2 separate regions of the Xenopus tropicalis genome follow, and region 1 is linked to region 2. Evidence: chromatin contacts called from public Hi-C data. All regions are on one chromosome and are shown on one strand. Each heading gives the region's core, a stretch centred on a gene start, on an enhancer-like site or on the middle of the called end of the contact. The rest is flanking DNA. Distances are from core to core; before and after follow the strand shown.

Region 1 (5,576 bases), core at 1,316-3,815, 130 kb after region 2:
TTCCTGTGCTGTACAAAAATGAGACAAAGATAAATCATTTCAGAACTTTTTCCACCTTTAATCTTTTAACAATGAGATCCCTCTGATGCTTTGGAAGCTCTCTGTGGAACATGGCTTTTGCTGTGGGATGCTTTTTCTGCCACCCCATGATTCCAGTCAATGTCGGATAATTAAAGTCCACCATAATAACAACTTGACATAGTTGTGAAGCCTCCTTCATTTGCAATAGTAGAAGTACTGATATAAACTAACACAAGTCTGAACGGGGACTCAAAATAGGCCCTGGCATTTCAACTACACAGAGGCCCAAAAAGCCCCCAAAATAATGAATGCCCATGGTATCTTACAGCAGCACCTTAGGCATTAGGCAGATTCTCAATCTGGGGCTTCCATAGCATCCGTATTGGAAAATCAAGTACATTCAAGTTGCAGTGCATGCTATTTGGGTTGGAATGATGTCATGTCTGGTTAACAACAACCTTAGCATCAGATTCACTTGCTGCACCTGGGCAAACTTTGCACCCCTGCCCCCCCGAAATTATACTATGGGCACCCATGGGTGAGGTTCCCTTTGTGAAATGGAACACTTGATATGGGGGGAGGGCGGCAAGTCTTAAGCAAGTCTGTAGCAGAGAGCAGTGGGAGACTAAGCCTCCATGTTATAGTAGCCAAAAACTAAAGGAATACCACAGGGTCATATTTAAAACCCAACTTACTAGCACGCATTCCCTGGCACAATAAGACATACTGTGTACACCATGTTTAGGTAATACTGTAACACTTAGTGAGATGGGATGGCAGACACAGTAATGATTTCTTTACAGAAATCTTACTCCCATCATTCTCCTGAGGAAGAAGTGGTAAGAGAGTATAAGGATCTGTGTCACATAAATGCAGAGCCACTGGCAGCTAAACCAACAGCCAACTCTCCATCTACATGCCCAAATAAGCCTTTCTACCTAAGATCCCTAAGATGTAGCGTAAACAAAACTTTTCCTTTTTGGGAGAAGAGGCTGCTAGTACTGTAAGTAACCAGGAAAAATGTCTGGGACCCACTGACGCCACCATAAAAACAAAAGATTTTTACCGGTAAATTGTGAAAAATATCGCCCTAGTCATTACATAAAGCACTGCATCAGAAAGCCTGTTTACGGGTAACGGCAGGTGACAGCCAGTATGGTCTAACTCAGTGATCCCCAACCAGAGGTTCGTGAGCAACATGTTGCTCCCCAACCCTTTGGATGTTGCTCCCAGTGACCTCAAAGCAGGCCCTTATTTTTGAATTTCTGGTTAGGAGGCAAGCTTTGATAAAAACCCAGTGTAATTGCCAAACAGAGCCTTCTGTAAACTTCCAGTCAACATAGGGCTATCAAATAGCCAATTATCACTCTTATTGGCACCTCCAGGAATGTTTTACATGCTTGTGTTGCTCTCCAAAACTTTTTCCATTTGAATGTGGCTCACAAGAATGAAAGGTTGGGGATCCCTGGTCTAACTCCTCTGTGAAACCCATGGATCCCTAGCACTGGTCTTAACCAACACCAAGTTGGGGTCTTGGAACTTTCTGCTGCAGAATGACAGGAAACCTGCACACATCCAGAATTGGTACCAGAAGAAACAAAGAGTAAATTATTATTTTTGGTTAATTTCACCCATTGTTTTCTGAACTAGCACTTTTTCTGTCTCTGAATTGTGAAAAATCTGAACCTTGTTTGCACAAAAAAACGGAGACCCTCAAGTACTAAGAAATATTACTTTGCACTTTCCTTTTTGGACAAATTTGGAGAAAAGGCTCTGATGGAGTATCTAGTATAAATAAATCTAAAGCAACTGGACTTGTTAAGTAATCATTGAAGACGTTTCACTACTCATCCGAGCAGCTTCTTCAGTTAAACTGACTGGTATGGGAAGTCCTCAGCATATGTACTCTTCATCGCTCTGATGGAGGCAGTATTGCTGGCAGCCAGGAAAATTCCCCTAAATTAGCCCATATGTTGTCCCTAAAATGTAAAATATTGTTCTAGTATTTACATAATTCACTAAGTTAGGGCCAGAGGAAATAAAGACAAAACACTTTTGGACAAATTTTACCTATAGTCTAATCTAAAATTAACCCTTACTCTGTCCCTGAATTGTAAAAAAAAAAAATACCGAAACATCCCCTTTTCTGCACAAAAATACTAGGACGCTCCGACGCCATTGTATAAAAAGCCACAAAACTCAAGATTACATTTTCTGAACACCCTAATTTTTTAAACTCTCTGGCACGTCGCAGCTTCTAAACGGGTTAAATGGAATCCACAAAGGAATTACTGCCTACAAGCTCTGAGCAGACAATTTAATGACTTCTGAATAAATACTGTGAACCGACAGGGGACAGGGGACAGGGGACAGGGGACAGGGCACAGGGCACAGCACGCAACCAACATAAAAAAATAACTAAAATAAGTGCGAGCAGAGGAAACCGGATTCCCAGTGAGCCTACAGCCATTTACTAGCGGCTTTCAAATGTGCAACGCTGAGTTACGCCGTCTCCGCACACCACGCCCACTGGGCGACTACGTGCGCGTCACTGCGCTTGCGTGTAGTCATGATGTCACAATCTCGCGTGATGAGACTTGCGGCGTCGGGATTTTCTGTGAGACAGGAGGCAAGGAGCTTGCAATTTAAGAGCTTTGCGGGACATGTAAGTAGCGATCCGGGACTGCGGTCGTGTTAGGGAAATCGTGAATGTCTCTCGAAAAGCGGCACTGTCGGGCAGCATGAATACATGTTAATAATAGTAATAATAACAACAACAACAACAGAGGTTGAGTTTATTGTTTTTTTTTGTAGATGTATATGGCAATTAGTTTCTCAGTAAAAGACATGAAGACTAGCGTTTACCAGAGGTTGTGGCACTGAACCTTTTCGGTTTAGTTAACCTATTGTAGAGTATAAAAAGAAAACATAGGATTTAGGTGTTGTCAGAAGCTTTAATTTGACTTCCCTACAAAGTATCGTTGTTGTTCAGTTGCTATCTCATGTAATTCCTTTGTAGTATGTTGGCAGTGTTTCACTATAGCAATTCCTGGCCTATGTCTCGGTTCAGTTCAATAGTAGGCAATGCCATGGGATTAACTGACTAAACAAATTAGTCATCATGGGGATATTAACTACAGTATCCTGAGTTGCTGCCTTCAGTTTATGGCTTGTGCTCAAATGTCATAGGCAGTGCACTTAACCTCTAGTTCTGTTCTACTATTTCCACACCATTAACACAAAATAATTTCCTATCCTATGTACATAGTAACCTTGTGGCACCTGTAAGCTCCGGTTAGTTAAAACTATAATCATGCACATCTGGTAAATAGCTGGGGGTTAATACGTTTTTAACTAAGTGGTACTTATACCTATAGGGCCCACCATTTTACATGTTTACAAAAATTCCTCTGTGACTCCATTTTATCTTTGTGCAGATGCAGCATTTCAATCTCTCCAGCTCACAATGGACAAGATTCTGGAAGGATTGGTGACCTCTTCGCATCCATTAAATCTGAAAAAAGTCATAGTAAAGAAAGTTGTGGAATCAGCTGAAAATTCAGTCAGTGAAGAACAATGCAAGGCCATGTTTAGCCTTACTACTCGCTTAATCTTGGAAGGACAGGATCCCTTTCAGAAACAAGTTGGACACCAGGTGTTGGAAGCATATGCCAGATACCATCGGTCTGAATTTGAGAATTATTTCAACAGGAACTTTGTTTTGAGCCTTCTGCAAGAAGGATACAGATCATTAGAGCGCAAGGATGTTGCTATATTAGACTATATCCATAATGGGTTGAAACTGATTATGAGCTGTCCCTCCATTCTAGATATATTTTCAGTCCTACAGGTAGAAGTGTTGAGAATAGTCTGTGAAAGGCCAGAGCCATTTGTAGCTGCAAGATTAAGTGAACTGCTCACTGACTTTGTGCAGTGCATTCCCAAAGGGAAATTGTCCATCGCATTTTGCCAGCAACTCGTAAGGACAATTGGACATTTTCAGTGTATATCAACCTTTGAAAAGGAGCTGCGTGAATATGTTTCTCAAGTTACCAAAGTTAGTAATTTGCTTCAAAATATCTGGAAGGCTGAGCCGTGCACTTTGCTTCCATCGCTACAAGAGGTTTTCGCAATTATATCATCCACAGGTAAGTATCTGTTGTGCGCATTCTGTTCAGATGTATTCAGTCAATTTCAGCATCATTTTTGTATCACTTCCCTTCCTTTCCCATTTGTATTGGTAAAGGCGCCAAGTCTGTAGCATGCTCTACACTGTAACTTAAAAAGTATAATATCCTTTTTATATTACTTCCTAACAATCATTTTGGATGTATTGATTTGCATGGATTTCCTTTCAGAGATAACCAGGGGGGCAGATCTATTAAACATCCAACAGGCTTTCCTGAAGGAAATGTGTTTTTATTTTTCTCTTTCCATAATTTGTTTTCAATTCTTTTAACAGTTGTCCATGTTCTGGCAATAATTGAAGTGCAAATAAATAGTTTAATGACTTGACCTATGTATCAGATAGTTTTAATAATTAAAATTGTTGGACATGTTATAAAAATCATCTGACTGTAAAGCATCAGATTTGGTCATGCACTTAATCCAGAATTCCTTCATTTGAACAATCTCTTGGGCATGAGAGAACATATAGAAAGCAATGATGTTCTCCATCCATAATTGATCAGGATATTATTCCTTTAACTAAAGGTGGCGATACACGAGCCGATCCTAACTGCCGATATCGGTCCCTTAGACCGATTCAGCAGCTTGTCGGACCATGTATGGGCACTAACGACGGGCCTGCCTTACCTATGTCTGGCCTGAAATCGGCCAGATTTTAAATTAGTCGGATTGGGGACCGCATCGGTCTCCGAACTGACGGACACCTATACACGTCATTCTAATTTTATTGTTTGGCCCCAGGACCAACTGAGCGAATTAATCTGATTTCGCCCACCTTTAGGTCTTAGCTTGTATGGGCACCTTAATATCTTAAGGACCAGAAAGCAGTTTCCTGGCTGTTTCAGTGTACTACCTGTATAATAAATTGCTTTTTAGGTTAAAATAAAAACAGTTTTTCTTTCTTTAAATCTGCCACCTATAATAAAACTTTCTATTGAATTTATAACTAACTTATATTACAGTGTCTTAGAAACAGAAAAAAATTCTTACAATACAGAAGGATCCAGTAAATGTTCCATTGTGCTATATATGGGTTTCTTTTTCAACCTCTGAAATCAAATAGCATGTGTTTTTTTCCAGATGCTTCATTCGAACCTTCTGTGTCTTTAGCCAGCCTTGTTCAGCACATTCCCTTACAGCTGATCACTGTCCTCATCAGGAGTTTGACCACTGACCCCAATGTGAAAGATGCAAGTATGACTCAGGCTCTCTGCAGGTATAATCTAAATATATGTATATATATATTGTATATACCTTTACATTATGTTTGTACAGAACAGCAGGGATGTGTCCTCTAAAGATGTTACAACAACAAATGTATTTTATATGCCATAGTCATAACTGTTTTTCATTCTGTATTTGCTAAA
Region 2 (4,871 bases), core at 1,750-4,249:
AAAAAAAAATTGAATTCAGTGCGTGTATGGCAACTCAGCGAGGCGACCAATATCGCAGAAGGCTGCCGATATCGACTCGCCGATCGGGCGGGTTAAAAGATTTTGATCGGGCGCCATTGAAGGCGCCTGAGTAAAATCTGCCTTCACGGCTGAATTGACAGAAGGAGGTAGAAATCCTATTGTTTCTACTTTTCCATATCTGATGATTCAGCCCTGAATGTCAGGGTGGGTTGGAACGATCTTTCGTGCAACAGAAAGATCAAAAATCGCCACGTGTGTGGTCATCTTAAGGGCTCTGGCACACGGGGAGATTAGTCGCCCGCAACAAATCTCCCTGTTCACGGGCAACTAATCTCCCCGAAATGCCATCCCACTGGCGAAAATGCAAATTACCGGTGGGATGGCATACGTGGCGCCGCGATTTCCCTGAAATAGCGGAAGTTGTCTTGAGAGGAAACTTCCGCGATTTCAGGGAACAAATAACAAATCTGCCCTTTTTATTTCCTTACACAAGGCAAACAGCCAAAGTTTTCCCCACCTCTTATGTAGATGAAATTTCTGTTACAGAAGTTGGAAGGACAGTGCGATGCATTTGAAGAAGCACACAGTCCTCTTAGCTTCTGTTAAAGTTTTTCTTTTAGGGGCAGGAACATTTAATTTTTATCCCCACCAAGGCCTATTTTTACCTGGCTGGCAATTTCTTCCCTACTAGCGATACACTTGAGCTAGCTTGAAGTTAAAAAAAAAAATAATCCGATTGTTTGGCCCTGGGGCCAAACGACCGGATTATGTAGGCAGCAATGGGGCAGTCGGTTCGGGGACCGCATCAACGAGCTGATGCGGCCTCCGATCCGACTGAATCTTTTAACCTGGCCGATCGATATCTGGCCAATTTCAGGCCAGATATCGGTCGGCCAGCCCGCTCGTTTCTGCCCCTACACGGGCAGATAAGCTGCCGAGCCGGTCCAAGGGACCGATATCGGCAGCTTCTATCGGCCCGTGTAAGGGGGCCTTTAGTCTAAATTTAAGAGATATGTAAAAACTGGTAATGTAACTGAATTTGTGACTTTCCACTGTTGAAAATCATGGGATTACGGACTGGTTATAGTGCATAAATTTTAAACGTCTATTCATAAGTCCTTAAATGTCTATTATGTATATATTCTGGTACTTATGTATTTAGATTTGCCCCCTAATAAAGGGGCTAATAGACGTTAAAGGAGACATAGGATAAATGAAAAAATCTCTAATCTTGTAGGCAATTATGAATACTATATGGTGCTGGTTTCACTTTGGTCTTTAATACCACTATCTGTAAAAATGAACCCTTTATCAGAGCTTCCTATAGATTCTCTCGGGTCCCTGCCTGTGTTTCAAATGCAGTGTGGGCATGTTCTAACTTTCCCTGCCAGAAGCACAGTAGGATAGCACACACACCTCTGCACAGATAGGCTTCAGTTCCCTATCAGGTCAGCCTAATTGCTGATTGGCTTCAATCCTACAGTGCAAAGTGCTGCATGGCCTGGGAACGGAGGAAGTGGAACAGATGGGCTGGACTTTTACCCATTTGGATAATAAATGGGTTAAGCCCCCTTAACCTCAGCTATATCACATTTATTTTTTTTCTGGGGAGAACACTGGCAAGAACTATTAAATGACTGGACTGGGAAATGAAATAAACCCTGGTTTATCAGGTGCAAAGAAAGCCAAACAGTCCCCACAGGCCCAATAAACAGGGACTGACTACAAACAGCTGTTCATTGAACAGGGAGAACTGATTGCTTAGAAATACAGTATTCCATCAACTATTTATAATAAGTCAGGCGAATAAAAATAAAGCCAAAAGGCTGAAAAACAGGAACACAAAGATAACTAATTTAGATCAAGGGCAGAAAAGATCTTGCATACAGTTAATAACTTAAATGAGAAAAGTGAGTAGAGTTTATTTGATAAAGTTGGTTAAAACTTGCACCCTTGCATTAACCCATGACAATCGATCAAAGTTTGCTATTATTGTTCTAACTGAAGAAGGATGAAAAAAAGCTCATCTCTGATTGGTTGCTATGGGTTACTGTCCAGATGCAGATTGCTGATAAATGATCAGCAGTAAGTGAACTAGGAACACATAAGAATCTCCATTAGAAAAATTACGTAAGAGGCCACAGATATCGGCACTACTCCTTGTACATGTTCCGTGAGCCGATAGAAAGGCTGGCAGCAGGATGATGGAAATGTAGTATAGCATGTCAGCTAACAAAGAGTTGGAGGCCTGGAGAGCGACCAGCACTAACAGTAGCCACGCCCCGTACTGGGAGGAGCCGCTGGGGCTTTAGAATGACTTTTGGAACAATGAGAAGCCCAATGCTAAGAGAGTGCGAAGCACCACACCTAGCCAATACTTATAATATATATATATATATATATATATAGGAAATGAGAGGTACCGTGAGGCAGAAGCCCGGCTACCGCGCACATGCGCACTCACGGCTGGACATTTCAATGGGACAGAGAGGTCCGCTTTAACTCTACAGGTTCTCACATACGCAAGTGAATGAGCAGATAAGACATATCTAGCTGCTGAAAAACTACAACTCTCAGCGGCCAGGAGATGGTTAAAATAATGACGTTCAAGATAAAGAAGAAGTTTGAGTTCCTTGGTAGGAGCCATAAAGTGCGTGCTGCCTGGGCCGGCTCCTCTTACCTCCATCGCTTCCTCTTTAACTGCGTCTCCGCCCGGCTCTTGTTTCGCCTGATCGCCCGTATCTACTTCCATAGCCTCCTTTGCTTCTCCTTTTTCCTCTTTCGCTACGGTGTCCGGAGCCGGCTGCTGCTCGGTGCCTTCCGCGGACATGATCAGGATCTACTAACACCGTCCGTCCAACGCGGGGCTCACACAACGAGGCAGGGGGTTTAATGAGAAACCCGGAGTAAAGCGCGATCCTTGAATGGATGCGTGTGTAATCCCACACGCTGCTGGCGGGAGCCACTAGGAAGAGAGCGTAGGGGGCGCGTAGGAGAGCGCACTCGCAATGTGCCGGCTTTTTCCCTCTTTGATCGACAGCGCGCGTCACCAGGGAGAGGGGAAAAAAACGCACCAATCCGTTTGAGATCTCGCGAGATCTAAGCTTTACTAGGGAGCCGAGACCAGATCCCGCGAGATTTGGCCCCGCAAGCCTACGCTAGGGTGATGCGAGTGGCCCATATGGCAGAGGCAGCGGCGGCGCGCATAAAAAAAACTATTGTACCCGCGCAAGAGTGGAATAATGGGCGTGTCTACAGATTGAATGGGAGGCGGGAAAAAAGGGGCGGGCTTCTAAATTGCCGGGTTTACGGGGATGTTTCTGCCTAAAATCTCGCGAGAATAGTTTGTTGTCAATGGTTGGGTACAGTGTATGTCGCATTTAGCGGGTTTGTACTCTGCCCTCTTAGGAGTTTGTCATGTAGGTTGAGAATGGGGATTGTTTTCTACAATGTACCTTAAACCAAACATCTACAAATGAAATATTTTTCATTTTCACACCCTAGTAAACGTGAACTTCTAGTCTTTCAAAATAAGGGGTCATTTCAAGTTATTTTAGGAATACCATTAGTATGAGATAGAATAGGCTATACTAAGAAACTAAGGTATTGCCCAGGGGGCTGTTATGAGAAACATTGGGGCTCTATACAGGGCTGATTCTGCCCCTTAATCAGGCTTTCCAGTGCCGCCCTGTGTATGCTATATGAAGTTTGGGAATAGTCAAAGGATAAGTTCACTTTTTAAAAAGGTTAGTTTGCCGATCTGATTCACAGCTTTTCAAAGCTGGATCCTCAAATAAACAACACAGATTGGCGCTGAAAGCTACAAGGGAATAAGAAAAATGAACATTTAGTCCAGGGATCCCCAACCTTTCCTACGCGGGAGCCACAGTCATGTAAAAAGACTTGGGGAGCAACACAAGCACCATAAAAGTTCATGGAGGTGCCAAATAAGGGCCGTGATTGGCTATTAGGGGCCTCTATGCACCCTATCAGCTTACAGGGGGCTTTATTTGGTAGGAAATCTTGTTTTTATTAAACCAAAACTTGCCCCCAAGTCAGGAATTCAACAATAACTCCCTGGTTTGGGGTCACTGAGAGCAACATCCAACATGTTGCCCCCGAGCCACTGGTGGGGATCACTGATCTAGTGTAATATAATCAAAATACTCAAACACCCTTGTGGTCAAACTTTAAAGGAGAGGGAAAGGCAAAGTCACTTGGAGGAGCCAAAATGTTAGGCACCCCCAGTGACTTTAATCTCTTACCTTCTACCCCGGGCTGGTGCCCCTGTACGGAGAGAACAGCACCAGCCCGGGGTAGCAGCGATTCCTCCTTCCGGCTTCGCTCGCGTACACATGCGCAGTAGAGTGAAAAGCCGAACTTTAACAGAGAAGTTGGCTTTTCACTCAAATGCGCATGCGCCGGTCCCGGGAATTTGCCGGCAAAACGAAGCAGGAAGGAGGAAGTGCTCGCTACAGGTACCCCGAGCTGGTGCTGTTTTCTCCTAACGGGCACCAGCCCGGGGTACAAGGTAAGCGATTAAAATCACTTGGGGGTGCCTAACATGTTGGCACCCCCAAGTGACTTAGCCTTTCCTTCTCCTTTAAAGTGAGCCATGAAACCAAAAAAAAAGAATTTTCCAATTGCCAGTGCTTTCATCAAACTATATTTTGTGTTCATTTATTACAAATGTGCCAACTTCCCGTTCCCCAGTGGCAGCTTACTAGAAGTAGGCTTTTATATGCATATATCAGTGGCTTCTCATATAAACTGCTGTTTTCTTTTCTGCAATTGAGAAGCAGGGGCAGTGCCCATAGTGTAACTCAATATATTAAAAACCAACTTATTGC

The links. Hi-C and Micro-C count contacts between places; a contact is called where the count stands out from the background.
Region 1: a Hi-C map of brain shows a contact between it and region 2, with 3 times the contacts expected there. The contact joins the promoter of usp38 here to the promoter of smarca5 in region 2. A contact is called at or near these places in 4 of 5 Hi-C or Micro-C datasets (brain, liver, neurula embryo and 1 more).

The regions. Positions count from the first base shown.
Region 1 is chr1:59,371,801-59,377,376 of UCB_Xtro_10.0, forward strand. It overlaps usp38 (ubiquitin carboxyl-terminal hydrolase 38), which reads left to right and starts at 2,566. Exons shown (of 11, transcript XM_004911130.4): 1 at 2,566-2,686; 2 at 3,459-4,169; 3 at 5,290-5,425. The coding sequence starts at 3,488.
Region 2 is chr1:59,238,704-59,243,574 of UCB_Xtro_10.0, forward strand. smarca5 (SWI/SNF related, matrix associated, actin dependent regulator of chromatin, subfamily a, member 5) reads right to left here and starts at 3,000. Exons shown (of 24, transcript NM_001007992.1): 1 at 2,702-3,000. The coding sequence starts at 2,851.